2 separate regions of the Mus musculus genome follow, and region 1 is linked to region 2. Evidence: chromatin contacts called from public HiChIP or PLAC-seq data. All regions are on one chromosome and are shown on one strand. The core of a region is the stretch at or near the end of the contact, and the rest is flanking DNA. Distances in the headings are between cores, read along the strand shown.

Evidence for each region. HiChIP or PLAC-seq counts read pairs in DNA pulled down with a chosen protein or histone mark.
Region 1: a contact with region 2 is called in an H3K27ac HiChIP or PLAC-seq map of large pre-B cells, with 2.3 times the contacts expected there. The contact joins the promoter of Taf12 here to the promoter of Spocd1 in region 2.

Annotation. Positions count from the first base shown.
Region 1 is chr4:132,272,839-132,275,898 of GRCm38.p6, forward strand. It overlaps Taf12 (TATA-box binding protein associated factor 12), which reads left to right and starts at 1,537. Exons shown (of 6, transcript NM_025579.3): 1 at 1,537-1,649.
Region 2 is chr4:129,927,307-129,930,073 of GRCm38.p6, forward strand. It overlaps Spocd1 (SPOC domain-containing protein 1), which reads left to right and starts at 1,461. Exons shown (of 15, transcript XM_017320505.1): 1 at 1,461-1,492; 2 at 1,943-2,767. The coding sequence starts at 1,491.

The DNA.
Region 1 (3,060 bases), core at 287-2,786, 2.3 Mb after region 2:
CACCCAATGCTTCCTTAAATACAAATTACCATCTCAATCCTCAGTTTTCATGCCTTTCCACTGAACACTGAATAAAATCCACCCCCCATTTCCACCTGTCCCTTCCTGTCCCCTAACCAAACTTCAGCCTTACTGCTCATCTAGTCTTTTTTTTTGTTTGCTTGTTTTTTTGAGACAGGGTTTCTCTGTGTAGCCCTGGCTGTCCTGGAACTCACTCTGTAGACCAGGCTGGCCTCAAACTCAGAAATCTTGCCCATGCCTCCCAAGTGCTGGGATTAAAGGCATGAGCTAGCACTGCCTAGCGCCTGTAAACTCTTAAGGACAATGATGACTGACTTCCCCAACAGGATATACCCAGCACACAGCAAAAAACAAAAACAAAAACAAAAAAACAGTTTAGTACATCCAAGGATGCAAGCACAAAAACTGATTGGCCAAACTCTGAGAACCATGATAGAAAAATAAAGCTGGGGCTTGAGAGGTGGCTTTCTCTCGAACCTGGCAGTCTTGCAGAGGGCCTGGGTCAATGCCAGCAGTCACATGGTGGCTCACAACTATCTGTAACTTCAATTGCAAGGCTTCAGATACCCTCTTCTGACCTCTTTGTGCACCAGGAATGCACATGGTGTACATATATAAATGCAGACAAAACACTTTTCCGCATAAAATAAATCCAAAAAGAAAAATAAGGTTATAAACAGTTTGCCACTTAATGGTTAAGCCCTTGCATCCAGGATTTTGGACCAAGAGGGTGGATGAGCCTAATGGGATGAAGATACAAAGATAGAATGGATTCTTTATGGGCAGGAACCGTTGATAGCTCTGAGATGTCAGACTTCTATACACTCGTTTGCGAGATCTCTATTTTACTAAGAATCCTTGCCGGGGACTGAAACTGCCTGTTGCTTACATGCCTAGCAAAAAAAAAAAAAAAAAAAGTACTCAAATCTCAGGGCTTAGTGGTTTAACAGTTACTGTACCAGCCCGGGCTTTGGAGTAAGAATTTTCAATTCAAGTTGAGAACCTACATCCCTTAGGAATTTCACGTTTCTTCCACTATTACATGACATACTCCAAGTGAGGGACTGAACCAGTCCCTCACAGACAGCTCTCGTCCAAGTGTATGTTGACTACAGATTAACTAATAGGCACAATCAGCTTCTCTAGTCTCCAAGTTCTCGTGCTGGTTGAGAGTCCCATAGTTGGTATCTATGCAGAACTGCGGTCCCATCCTTATAGCACCACAAAGGCACCAACCAAAAATGGCGACTTGGAAGCTCTCCGAGGCCGTCGGTTACCGGTCACGCTCGTGAAAGAGATGAGTCGTAAAGAAACATCTAGGACAGGGATTCACGCCGTGGTAGGGGACGCAGAGTAGACCCACGCCACCAGCAAGCCACACAGAGCAGAAAGCCCGACCTGCCAAGCCAGGCGCTGGGCTCACAGTCCTACCACGTGTTGTAGTACCATCTGCGCCTGCGCTAGTGAGGCGCGCGCCCGGCGGCCGGAAGAGCCGCGCGTTTCCGGGTTGGAGGCGGGGAGCGGTGCCGGAAGTGCTTGGGGAGGGCCGCGCAGTCGGACCGGCTGCTGAGACGAAAGCTTCACTGGGGCAGTCTCCGCATATCATGGGGAGATAGACGCTGCTGCCTGTGAGTCTTGGGCCCTGGCAGTTGAGGACGAAGAGCGGGAGGAGGGTGTCAGGACCCAGACCCACAGCGGGTCAGTGCTGGAAGAACTAGGCTGTGGAAGAGACGGGGCTGAGGAGCCCAGGCTCTTGGGACGGGACTTGAGGGGTTCGGGCTCGCAGAAGCAGCGGCTGTTGGGGACTCGAGCTCTGAATGAGAGACTTAGGAAACGGGGACGGATGTGGATTCTGCAGCATCTGAGGGAAAGCCTTCTGAGAGGGACAGGATGGTGAGGATCCCGCACTTTATAGGAGGCGAGGGTAGGAACGAAACGGGGCGTGAAGACACAGGCTCCAGAGAGGTAAAAGTGGAGCCCGAGAGGACTCGGGCTCCTAAGAGACAGAAGCGGGACAGTAAAGTCCCAGCTCCTAAGGATTCAGAAACCGGGCAGCAAAGACTTGAGGACTGGAGCTAGAGAAGGAGGCAGAGAAGACTTGAATTTGAAAGGGAATCGAAGCGGGCAGTGAGGACTGGGTCTTCTTTGGGGACAAGATCCGGGCTTTCAGACTCAAGAGTTTCTGGAGGGACAGAGATGTAAGGACCCGAGCTCCTAAAAGTGAAGGAACTAGGGGGTCCTTAACGGCTGGGAGATCAGCCTTCAAGGGAGAAAAGTTGAAAAGGTTTAGCGATCTGTTCTCTGTACCCGGAGGATTAGGATATATATATTCGGGGGAAGACTTCTTGGCGCTGCCTATTTGGCTTTTGGCATTTAGGCTTTTTCTTGTGTCCGTTACTTAACCTAGAAAAGCCACATGAAACGTCTTCGTTTTTCTTCATTATTGTGAATCAGATGTGAAGCTGAAAGCAGTTTGAACTCAGTTATATACTTGATAAGTACCTTAAGCCCTGTTCCATTCAGCCCCCGTTGAGCACAGATCTCTATATCACTAGCAAACTGTCATAGATGGAAGGGCAGCAAAAGAACACTTTGAATTCTTTTACATTTAAGAAAAAGAGGATGCAAAGAGGGATTAGGATCACTGTGAGCCAGATTCTTAGGTTATACAGTACTCTACCATGTACATCGAAGAAGAGATGCTTGCTTGAAATTATTTGAATAAATGCTTTTAGAATCTCTACCCTCAAACTCAGAAGGGATTTTTTTCTAACGGATTTTAATATTTTAGTACCTATTATGTATGGCATTGGCATAAATGTTACAAGGGAGGAAACAAACTTTTAAGTGAAAAGTCTTTTATTTATTTTATTTATTTATAAATTTTATTTTTCAATAAGATGTTGAGAAATTCACAAGTAAATGTGGCCTAGAACATTTTCTAGGGATTGCTTTTAGAAGAGTGACTTGGACCCTGTCATTTCCCTTCATAAAGACCCAGGACTGAAACCTACTCAGATGAATCGTGCACAACTTAAG
Region 2 (2,767 bases), core at 211-2,710:
TCCCTAGCATGGCATAAACCACTGTGGTAGTCCACACCTGTGATCCCAGCACCCTGGAAGTGAGAAGATTAAGGCTCCCATTGGTTACTTACTGATTTCTAGGCCAGTCTGAGATTCATGAGGCCAAATCAAATCAAAATTCATAAGAGAGAGAAAGCAATTGACATATTAATTAGATGAAAGATATTTTCAAATATTGCTTCCATTCTCCCATTCCAGTGTGCCTTCCTGCTCTCTTGGGAAGAGGTGAGGTGGAAGTGGCTTCCCAGAATCCCTTGCAACTGGTATTTTATTTGTTGTATCTATTTAATTCGGGGCAGGGTCTTATACACCCAGGCTGGCCTCTGAATTCAAAGGCAGAGGGTGGTGCTGGGCAGACTTCACATTTTACTTTGCTTCTCTCTCTCTCTCTCTCTCTCTCTCTCTCTCTCTCTCTCTCTCTCTCTCTCTCTCTCTGTCTCTCTCTCTTTCCCTTCCTTCTCCCTCCTCCTCCTATTTATTTATTTATTTATTTATTTATTTATTTATTTATTTATTTGTCGTTTTTTTTTTGAGACAGGGTTTCTCTTGTATAGCCCTGGCTGTTCTGGAACTCACTTTGTAGACGAGGCTGGCCTGGAACTCAGAAATCCGCTTGCCTCTGCCTCCCGAGTGCTGGGATTAAAGGTATGGGCCACCATGCCCAATACATTCAATTTTTAAAAATTAAAAAATATTCAAAAACTAAAAACTGGGTGGAGGGGGGAAAGAATAGTAAATAAAGTCACCACATGTGGGATCAATAACTAATTAATCATAAATTATAATATATATAATCAACAACTAATTATACTATTAACAATAAATATAAATAATTAATAGATTAATGGATTATTAAGTGCCATATCACTTGGTTTTTAAATTTTAAGAGCCAAGTGATATGTGCATGGGAGTGTCACCCATAGCTATGAAATCAGGCAAACAAAATCGACCACAAAGAAAAACCCCAAAGTTCCACAGAGTAGAGGGTTGAGAAATGAGAGGAAGTTTAAACTTTTCTATTTCTTGACGTTCTATTCGACTAGAAGGCACATGTGTGTCTAGATATATTGTATGCCAGACAATATTAAAATATCTAATTAGGAAAAATAATCAGATTTGAGTTTAACAATCCCCAGGGGTTTCAGACACCTCCTCCACTCTGTTTACAATCTTAGGCAGCTTTCGGCATCCGGGGGGTCTGCGATTCCTTTGCCCACGCACCCCGCACCCCGCCCGGTCGCGTGGAGGCAGAATGATTGGCACCTCCTCCCAGAAGCCCTCGGCAGGGAGCGAGCGCCTCCTGCTGGACAAGAACGCCAGCACCCCTAGGGAGCCGTTGCTGGGCACCACCAGGTCCTGCCTCCCACCCCTTGGATCCAGGACCATCTTCTCCGCATCACGTGCTTCTTCCCTCAACCCCCCCCCCCGGCCCCCCAGGAGTAGAAGGAGAAGGAGCTGTAGCAGCTCAGATGTAAGCGGTTGGAGCTTTAGGTCGGAGGTCCTAGTGCGTTCAGGGACTGGCTTGATTCAGAGTCCTGTTTATAGGAGTGGGGTATAGATAGGGCTGAGATTTCTGCTCCGTGTGGAGCTGGCTTTTGCATTTCTGGGAGAATCTCCTCTTTTCTGCTCTCTGTGTGCTTTTGGGCAGTCTCTGAACCAGCTAGGGTGAAGCGAGATACCTCATTTCACAGTGTCACTGATAAGTAGTGACTTTTACCCTTTTTCATTTAAGCAGAAAGCTTAAAGGGTAAAAAAGCTCTTGGGAAGCTCAGAGGAGTGGCCCTATCTGGATAGCTTCCCTTCTGCAGACTAGTGCGAGGAGTGGGGGTCGGGGGAGGGAGCATGTCTAGGAGGTGAGTTGGCAAGCCGGGGAGGACTACCCAGTCAGGCTTTCCCTGAGACCTCCCTCTTTTCCACATAGGCCTGTTGACAAGTTTTTAGCCAGGGCTGGTGGACAGAGGACATTGTCTAGGTTCCAGGACTCTCTGTGTGACTTCTTGGCTACTGGAAGCTCCAGAAGTCTTTGTGGTACATCACTGGACTTCCCAGATAGAGTACTGGTCTGTACAGAGGGGCCAGCAGGAATGGAAGAGGCCAGCAGCCCCAGCTTTAGACAAGCCACCACTGTCGAAGGAATGGTTTCCCCAGAGGATCCTACACTCAGCAAAGAGGGGCTCAGTGCAAAGGGCCCGCCCCCATCTCCAGTCCTGCCCCCTTTCCGAAGGAAATGCAGGAAGTGTGGAATCTGTCCCCAGGAGGAGGAAAAGTCAGGTTTTTCCCTGAGGTTTGGTCAAAGACCAGATGGGGACCCTCCCGAGTGTGCTTCTCCAGAGGCCTTTGCAGGTCCCCCAAGGCTTCTTTCTTCTAAGGACACTGAGCCTGGAGAGCCAGGTGGAAGTTGGGTGGAATGTGCTGTAGAAACCGAGGTTGAAAACATGCTCTTTTCTAAGGATGGGGTTGCGCCAGACAGCCTTGATCACCTTTTTGAATTCCCAGGGCTCTTTGGAGGCGAGCCCCTTAGTCTGGTCACCCAGGAGCCTCTTCAGAGTCCAGCACTGTACCCAGAGGTGCTGACTGAGGATTCTACAGATCAGCAGGAAGTACAGCCCGCGTTTGTGGTTGGCAGCCCTGGCACTCCACCTGACCCGGTGGGGCCAGAGGACAAGGCCCAGTCAGGGTCCAGGATGGAGCTGGAACAAGGACTTTCTGCCCCAGCCAATTCCTGTGCTAGCTCCCCAGAGCCCTT